Linked DNA regions of Mus musculus: regions 1 and 2 are each linked to region 3. The links are chromatin contacts, called in public promoter capture Hi-C maps. All regions are on one chromosome and are shown on one strand. Each heading gives the region's core, a stretch centred on a gene start, on an enhancer-like site or on the middle of the called end of the contact. The rest is flanking DNA. Distances are from core to core; before and after follow the strand shown. Region 1 holds the start of Fcnb (ficolin B). Region 2 holds the start of Olfm1 (olfactomedin 1). Region 3 holds the start of Adamtsl2 (ADAMTS-like 2).

Region 1 (3,092 bases), core at 253-2,752, 1.0 Mb after region 3:
GGTTTGATCCCCAGCACCCACATGGTACCTTACAACTGTCTGTAACTCCAGTTCCAGAGGATCTGATGCCCTCTTCTGGCTTCTGCAGATACCAGGCATGCAAATGGTGCACACACATACATACAGGCAAAACAGCCACACACACTTAAAAATATGTTTTCTTAGAGAATAGGGCTGTAGCAAGGACTCAACTTGAGAATGAAAATTAAAGTCTTGCCGTCATTCTAGAATTTAGAGAGGGCTTTGGAAATGGTTATGGAAAAACAAGAGTCAATCTTGCTAGGAAACTGAGTTAATGTAACATTTTTTTTTTCCTCCAACTCATGAGGGTTGACCATGGACTACAAGAGGTCTTCTAGGGGAGGGGACATGCATGCTCCAAGGCACAGCTGGAACCCAACAGAAGTTGCTACATTTTGTAAAATATTGTTAATTTGTGAAATTCATATCTCTGCAGAAGAACACTTGAAATATCAGACTAGGGCAGGGTTCACTTTGGAGACCAGAGAACTATCTTTGGTATGCTTCTTACCAGGTTTTTGTTTTTGTTTTTTATTTGGTTTGGTTTGGGGGGATTATAATTATGACAACTCTCCCTTCCCTTTCTCCAAATCCTCCAAATCCTCCCAAACTCCATGCTCAAATTCATGGCCTTGTTTTTCATAAATTGTTATTGTTTATTCATACACATATAATATATGTATATTTATATACATATAAATTCCCAAATATAACCTGTTGAGCCCATATAATGTTACTTGTGAGTATGTTTACAGGGCTCACAGTACAGCACTAGACAATCAATTGATGGAAAGGACCACCTCTCTGGCTCCCAGCATTCCTTAGCTGCCTGGAGCTCTTTGTGTAGGGTTGAGACCTCGTAGGTGTTTCCCTGTCCAGTTTCCCTGCTGGGCTCTTTCCCCTGCAGTGGGTGGGCTGTGTCTTGCTGTTTTAGTCCCTTCTCTAACCATGTCACCACTTGAGACAGTTGCCCTGTGCTTAGGAGTAATATCCCCAGGGGATATCAGAGCAGAGCTGATCAGGAATATTCTCCAACCCCAAATCCTTGCCCATATGTACCAGGAGACTCTGGGATGCATCTTTACCAAAGTTACCAAGGGGATGTGGCAGCCACAAAGTAGAGGATCCTAGCATCTCTCTCCAAAGTCCCTAAGAAGGTGGAAAACATAGGTGTCATCTTCGTCTGTGAAGTTCCTAGGGTCAGGCTGAAGGCCTCAGGGTCAGCATCACAGGCCCACAGAGTCTCCACCTGAGCCAGTGCTAGCTGCTCAGAGTCTGTCCTCAGAGGGTGACACTGAGCTGACAGGAGCTTCTCAGAAGAGGTGGGCACAGGGACACTAGAAGGCACTGAGTGGGTAGTTAACCTGCTCTCAGGGACTTAGAGTCCTTCTCACCTGGGCATGTGCCAGCCGCATGGACAGTCAGGGTCAAGACGAATAGTGCAGCAGATCCCAGGGCCATGGCAACTGGTCGGCTCCCAACCCCCTCTATAGCTTTGCAGAGACACTCTGCTCTTATAGGGCAGGAACTCCATATCCCCACCTTGGGCTCCAATGTCCCAATCCCCAGGAGATAGTCACTTCCTGGAGGCCTCTGGTTGCACAAGAGACCTAAAATAGTCCCAAGGGTATGTCTGTTCTTCCAGGGAGGCCTTTGGAGGTTCACTTCCCCTGCAGAGGCATCTGAGCCAGGTCTAGAGGCACCTCTGTTTGCAAAAGGCCTGCCTTGCTGGTGGCTTAAGTCAAACATACTTGGGAGTTCCACATTCCCTTCCTATTTTTCATCATACTCTACATTGTGTCTTGTGGTTAGGTGGGATTCTGGAGGAAGGACCCTAGGATAGTCCAGAATGAGCTGGTAATTGGGGATTTGATGGAGGGGGAGTCTTGACATCCCAAGACTGTTTGTACCTTGTCATTACCGGCTAACAAGGTGGAAGAACTTACCTTGCATTTATAGGACTGAAGTTCCATAGCCTGCAAGGATCAGACACTGAACGCCAGTTTGTGTGAGCTCCAGTGAACGCCAGTTTGTGTGAGCTCCAGCCAGTCAGGGGCTGCTCAAGACACCCACAGGAGAAGACATGTCTCACCCCCTCAACCCTCACCTTCCACCTTCAAGCTAAATTCTGTCTTTTGAGCACTGTACCCTGCATGCTCGGCCTAAACTGGCAGTAGTTGTTCAGCTGAAAGGTGTGGACATCTGAGGTCATCACTTTGAGTCAGAGGGTGACAAAGGTGGGTGGTGGGAACAGAGTGCTGAGTAGGTCACGGCCACACTGTTGGCGACAGGAGGATAGACACAGGGACAGCCAGATAAGAAACCTAGCAAATGGTGGGCTGACCAACTCAGCTACTGCACAGGCCTAGATCCAGGGTTTTGAGTTGACTTACCACAACATCTACCTCTGAACTCCTGGAGCCTGTGTAAGGGCCGCTCCTACAGATCCAAAGCTGCTGCTTCCACGACAAGATGTTTTCTATGCTATGCTCTGTTTTGTTTGTTTGTTTGTTTTCTTTTGCAGGGAAGGTTGCAAGGGCAGATACAAAGGAATGTGGAAGTAGATGAATGGGATTGGGGTGTGTGATGTTAAACTCACTAAGAATAAAAAAAATAGTTAAAAAAAAATAAACCTAGCAAAACTTTGGGATACCTGCAGGCACATCATTACCAAGTGTGGTGCACAGCTCCAGACTGCACTGTTGAGCAAGCGGGAGCAGGTCTTTTCTGAGTCTCCCAGAACTGCGGAGCCAGGCCAGGCAGGCTCAAGGCTCAGCCAGGCAAGCCTCTCTGTGCCAGCTAGTCGGTTCAAGATGGATATTCACCAGGGGCTTTGTCAAGACAGAGACAGGGAATAAGTCTTTGAACCCAAATGGCAGCTGCCTTAGCTGCCACTGCTCCTTCTGCACGGCCGCCAGAGGGAGATGTCACCAGTACAGTCCTGTAATGGGGATTGCTACTGAGATGTGGCTTACGACAACGCAGAATGTTGATGCCGTGGTTCAAACATGGAAATGTAACTCCCCTTGTGATAGGACGATTGTAGGAATTGAACTCCTCTGTAGTGTTTG
Region 2 (3,043 bases), core at 8-2,507, 1.1 Mb after region 3:
GACTTCTTGAGCCAGCAGGGCTCACGCCCAGCACTCGGGCCAGGGTCATCTTGGCTGTTGACGTTTTCTCTGCAAATGAGGACTGAACACAGAGAGACAAGCCCCCGGAAGATGTCATATCCCTCTTGGCAGACCCCAGGAGGCCTGCCTTTGTTCTGACATCTCTTCCTGGTCTATAATTGACCAGGTGGGAAAGAGCGCAGGGGTAGGGGGCTGCGAATAGGCTGGCTTTCCCTGCCCGGGACTGGAACAACTTGGAGGAATGCCTGCAGAAACTGGCTTTCCTCAGCTTAGAGGGCTTGCTTCAAAGTCAAAAGCACTATGAAGTTGTGTTTGCCGGCTGTTCTGTTTTGCTGAGACTTACAAGTCTTGGCACAGATACTGCTGAAGCTTGCCTGGCCCTGATCTGGGTCCCTGCGAGGGACCCCTGTCCATCTAAGCCTACAGCATAGACGCCAGATACTCTAACCCCGCCCCTCCCCGCCCCCCGTGCATGTACCATACCCCACAATCATGGGTGTGGCCCCTCTAGTTCCTCCTGAGCCCTATGCTTCCAGCAGCTCCTGACGGTAGGTTGGCACACTCTCTCTCCTTCATCCTCTACTGTGCACAGCAGGCATACCGCCCCCCTCCAGTCCCTCTCTGTTTAAACCTGCTCCCACAAGCCCAGGGTGTTCCCCCGCTAGGACTTCCAACTGTCCCCTCCTTCTGAGGTAGTTGTCCAAGGTTCCCAGCAGTGTCTCTCACTTTGTAGCTACCTCTTTACTCCTGCGCTGACACTGGAGACTCCACCCAAGCTACTCTTTCCTGCTGGGGCTCAGGAGACACCCCAAACTGACTGGACTTAGTCCACCAGGGAAGGCAAGCCCAGCAGCAGGGGAGGAGACCCTTGACCACAAGCAGGCCGGGCCTGGGCGAGACAAAACCGTGAGGGTGACCGAGAGAGCTGGGCGAGGGGGTGTTCTGTGGATGGGTGCCATGCGAGATTCTTGAGGTTTTATATTTTTTTTTTACGATTTGTGGCGGCGTTTTATCCGTCCTCCTGGGTGACCCTAACTCTTCGGCCGACCGGTTTGCAGACCTCGCTGCCTGCAGCCAGGGGGCGTCGCGGAGCCGGAGCTCGGAGGAAAAATCCACCCATTTCCTGGGCAGATTGCGTCGGCCGCCGCCCGGCCTTGTCCCCGCCCCCCGGCCGCGGCCCCCGCGCACAGCCCGCGCCGCGCTCAGAACCCGGTGGCCCTTCTCGAGAGCGGAGCGCGCGGGGACGCTGCAGCGGCGGGCAGCGCGGGCAGGCAGCGCGCGCCGGGCAGGGCCGCCTGGTCACCTCCCGGCGCCGGGGCGGCGCGGCGATGGCCAGTGCGCACAGGGAGGCAGAGACCGGCGGGCGGCGGCGGGCAGAGGGGGCGCGGGGACGCGGCCGGGCGCCCCTGCCCGCCGTGGTGCCCGCCGCCTGAGGCTGCCCGGGGCGCGGGAGCCGGCGCCGGCGCGGCGCGGGCGCAGGAGGCCACTCGAGGCGCGATGTCGGTGCCGCTGCTGAAGATCGGGGTCGTGCTAAGCACCATGGCCATGATCACCAACTGGATGTCCCAGACGCTGCCCTCGCTGGTGGGCCTCAATACCACCCGGCTTTCGGCCGCCAGCGGCGGGACGCTGGACCGCAGCACCGGCGTAAGTGCGCCCGCCTTGAGCCCTCGCGGCCCCTCCTCCCTCCTGCCTCCTCTCGGGTCGAGCCCCGGGCTGGCCCGGCGGTGCGGCACAGGATGGGGTCACCCTGGGAGGGAGGGTTACAAGGGCCGGGGTCACGAGCCCACCCTCTGCCCTGCAGCCAAGCAGTGCCTTCAGCTGCGGCCGCCACTCGCACTCTGGCGTTTCGGGGCGATGCTTTTTGCTCCCAGTCCCCCGGAGGGGCTTGAGGACACCTGCTTTGGTGATGGTGGGAGGGGTTCAAAGTCCAGAGTCCTCGTTCACTAATATTAGAAAATCTTTCTTTGCAAAGCTTAGGAAACTGAAGCTAGGGACTTGGGGACTTAGCCAAGGTCACTCAGCAAGTAAGGGGTGGAGGTGCTGCTTAAAACCCTTTGTGGGCTAGGTCCAGCCAGGACTCAGCTCGCCCTACTTTGTAAAAGACGGACTGGACCAGTGCAGAGTGGGGCCCAAGGCAAAAGACCAGAGCTTGTGATCTCACCTGAGCCCCCCAAATCCCAAGGGACCCTTCCGGTCTCATCTCGGTTGGAAGATCTCAGCGTGCACTCTGGAGGAGGTTGAGAGGAGCTGGGCGGGACCCAGCTGCCGATCTGTCTTCACCCACCCCTCTCTACTGGCCTCTGACACGGAAATCGAATCTCCATGTCATCGGCAGCCTGCGGATGGGGAGCTATGGCTGGGGGTTGGGTGGAGGGTCTGGATAAGGCTGACTTCCATGATAGATGGAGCAGGCTGAGCAGAGACCACCCTTAAGTCAGGGGCCACTGGAAAGGGACCCTGGCATAACCTTCTCAGTGGAAAGGACAGGTGAGGGACCATTCTCCTCCAGTTTGATCCCAAGAGCTGGGTGGTGTGACCCACCACCACCACCACCACCATCTATCACTCTTGTAGGGTCTGCCTCTCCTGTTGTTTTAAAAAGAGTTTTCCTAGTGCCCTGGTACTGGGAGTGGTGTCCCACTCCTTAAATCCCAGAGGCAGGTGGGTCTCTGTGAGTTTGAGGCCAGCCTGGTCTACAGAGTGAGTTCCCTGACATTCAGAGCTGCGTAATGAGACTCTGTCTCAAAAAAAAAAAAAAAAAAAAAAAAGCCAAACAAAAATATCACCATGAGTTTCCCTGATAAGGATTTTGGATGCTTGTGTCCTAAGCTGGATGAATGAAATGAAGTATAGCACTACCTGCTTCTCTGCCTTCTTCCCATCCTTATCTAAAAATAGCAGGGAAGTGCAGGATGCCAGGGAAGGGCTTGGAGACTGGGTAGGCTGCAGTGGCTGGAGGGCAGGGGTCATGGTGGTGTGTATGCAGGAGCCTTGGTGGCTTCTGCCCCTGCTGTGTATC
Region 3 (2,855 bases), core at 187-2,686:
TGAGATCCTGTGCACATGTACATGCATGTGTGTGTGTGTGCTGTGTGTCAGGTTGTAGAATGTCTGTGCTTCTTCTTATTGGCCCCAGGGGGGCAGTGTGAGCCTGGATAAGGGTCATGGGAGGTCAGGGTGACAGAGAACAGAAGCTGAATACCTTAAGGTCAGTCACTACTGAACACCGGCAGAGTGAGAGCTGACCCTCTGCCCCCTGTCGCAGTCTAAGCTGGGAGAGCCAGCCAGCATCTTTGAAGAACCAGGCAGAAGGAGAGGGTGTGTGGCAGAGCAGCGCCGCAACCTGTATCTGTCACAACTTTGACTGGTGGCTTTAGCAGACCACTCCACTTCCCAGCCTCAGTTTCTCCTCGGTAAAGTACAGATGATGAAGATGCTTGTCACCTGACTCAAGCCTCACAGAGAGGCTGGGTGCTGATTGGTTTTTGCTGGTTGCTTTGTTCTTGGCTGCGGTCTGGTGGTCAGACACAAGACTTCCCCCAGGGTATCACTCTTAGCAGCCCAAAGAGGCAGCTGAAGAAGCTTATCATCTAGCACAGAGGGAGGGACAAGAGGGAGGGACAGAGAAAAGGAGAGGACTTCCAGTCCCCACTACAGGGACAGAGGCATGGATGAAATGGCTCAGCCAGCTTGTGGGATGTTGTTTCAGAATCACTTAGCATTTGAAGGTGCCTGTTTTCCAGGACGGGGTGCTTCAGAGAGCAGGAAATGTCAGAGCAGACATCTCATCATCCAAAGTCCTCTTGGATTCATAAGACTTCAGCTCTAGCTCAGCAGGGACAGAGCTCTTGAGTCCTGCTTGCTTGCCAATAGCTGCCCAGCTGCTGTGGGGTCCAGCCAAGCTGGTACCAAACATCTGCAGAATACCCCGTGCCGACGATCTTCCTAGACATCTGGTCGATAGGCTGTAGCCACCTCTTCCTCTCCCTGGAGCCATTGGTTGGTTGATCTCTGGATGTATCTCAGTTCCTCCGTTGTTCAGGTCTGTTTTCCAAGGACGGAGGGTGGCCTGCACCCGTGCAATGTCTGGACCTCTGTGTCTTCCCTGTGAACAGGAGCCGAAAGCCTGGACATCACATGGTTTCCAGCCTTCTCTGGAAGCTGAAGTTAGATGGGTGGGTCAAGGGGGCTCCGCTCCACCACTGCCAACCTCCCTCCACATGACCTCAGGCTAATTGATCCATTAGGGTCAGTCACTCTGGACCTAGGCAAGCCAGTCTCAGGCTCACTCACTGATCCTGGACTGTGGCAGCAGCAGCCAGCAGGCAGCTGGACAGCCTGGCCATACTCCAGAGGAGCAGAGCGGGTTAAAGTGTGCGCCCGGCCAGCCGCCAGCAGGCTGGGCGGGGGAGCAGCGGTGGGAAGTGTGAGTTCCTCCCCGTCTGCCTGACAGCTATAAAGGCAGCTGCGGCCACAGAGCAGCCACTGGGCTGAGAGCCCCTCCTGGGAACCCCCTCCCTTGAATGCTCTTTGAAGTGGGAGAGGGAGGCAGCTGGGGAAGCAGGACCAGAGACAGGCAGAGCCCGCACATCTCTGCACTCACCTTCCTGCACCGTGCACCTGGCAGTAGCTCTCACCCTTTTCTCTAAAAGGAGGACAACCTGCTGACCCTGGGTGAGGTAGGCCACTACATACTTGTCCCTGCTCATACTGTGGTCTTTGGGAGGTGTGAGATGTAGCTTATCCCAGACCAGCCAAGCTGTTCAGAATGGGGGCCGGGGGATGTCCCAGCCCCTGGTGAGGGTATTCAACCACAGAGAAAGGGGGGAACAACCTATGCCACACAGTGGCAGGGTGGTCCTGAGGCAACAACCTTGGTACTAGCAGTTGCTGTCTGGTCTGCAAAGCCATGCTGTGGTGGGCCTGTTGAAGGTTTTGGACCCTAGGGAGAGATGGATCCTGTTTGAGCTGGACTTGGCTGGAATCCAGCAGTGTCTGGGAGCCTTAATGAAAACCAAGTGTGAGGCTGACTGGGCACCTGTCTTTGGCAGCAGCAGGGACTGGGGAGCCATGGAGGCTAATGGGACTGTGTGAGATGGGGACTCTGTGCTGGAGTGAAAATAGGGACTCAGATGGAGACCTTCAGTGTCGGGGGTGGGTGGACGTAAGGGTGATGCTGACCAAGCTCCTGGACACCTGCAGGAGAAGGAGGGAGGGAGGGAGAAAAAAAGGGAGAGGGAGAAGGACAGAAGGACAGTAGGACAGTAGGACAGTTGGTATCAGGGCTTCGAGGGTGCTGACCATTTCCAGACTTTCTTCCCCTGGAATTGCTGGGTGCGACTGAGTCCCTAAGTTTGCTCTGTGGTGTGTGTGTGTGTGTGTGGTGGGGGAGGGGGCAGTAGGCTACCTTGTTGTGTGGCTTTGGGCAAGCTGCCTCTTTTTTCTGAAGCCCATTGTCTAACTCACCAGCAGATGACACCCACCTGGGACAAGCTACATTAGCTTCCTTTCTAGGACAGGGTTTAAATTGAGGTGCGCAGCAGCCATTCTGAGAGTTGGAGCAGCAAGGCTGGAAGCTCTCTTGATTTGATTCACCGTAACCCTTGGTGGGTGTTTGGGTTTGAGGGGCTGTTTTGTTGGAAGGGAATCAGGAGCCAGGTGCAGGCTGTACCTCCTTCTGCCCCTCCTCCATATCTCTGTTCTCTCAAGAGAGAAGGGCCCTGAGACAAAGTTTGGAGCTAAGACGAAAGGATGGAGACTTACCATCCAGAGACTACCCCACCCGGGGATCCATCCCATAATCAGCCACCAAACCCAGACAATATTGCATATGCCAGCAAAATTTTGCTGAAGGGACCCTGTTATAGCTGTCTTGTATGAGGCTATGCCAGTGCCTGGCAAAT

What was found. Promoter capture Hi-C pulls out the DNA fragments that hold promoters and counts their contacts.
Region 1: a contact with region 3 is called in a promoter capture Hi-C map of stem cell-derived epiblast-like cells, with 5 times the contacts expected there. The contact joins the promoter of Fcnb here to the promoter of Adamtsl2 in region 3. A contact is called at or near these places in 4 of 39 promoter capture datasets (embryonic stem cells and stem cell-derived epiblast-like cells).
Region 2: a contact with region 3 is called in a promoter capture Hi-C map of embryonic stem cells, with 7 times the contacts expected there. The contact joins the promoter of Olfm1 here to the promoter of Adamtsl2 in region 3. A contact is called at or near these places in 3 of 39 promoter capture datasets (embryonic stem cells and liver) and 1 of 9 other capture datasets (embryonic stem cells).

What each region holds. Positions count from the first base shown.
Region 1 is chr2:28,083,376-28,086,467 of GRCm38.p6, forward strand. Fcnb (ficolin B) reads right to left here and starts at 1,503. Exons shown (of 9, transcript NM_010190.1): 1 at 1,416-1,503. The coding sequence starts at 1,482.
Region 2 is chr2:28,204,432-28,207,474 of GRCm38.p6, forward strand. It overlaps Olfm1 (olfactomedin 1), which reads left to right and starts at 1,258. Exons shown (of 6, transcript NM_019498.2): 1 at 1,258-1,668. The coding sequence starts at 1,519.
Region 3 is chr2:27,077,943-27,080,797 of GRCm38.p6, forward strand. It overlaps Adamtsl2 (ADAMTS-like 2), which reads left to right and starts at 1,437. Exons shown (of 19, transcript NM_029981.2): 1 at 1,437-1,631.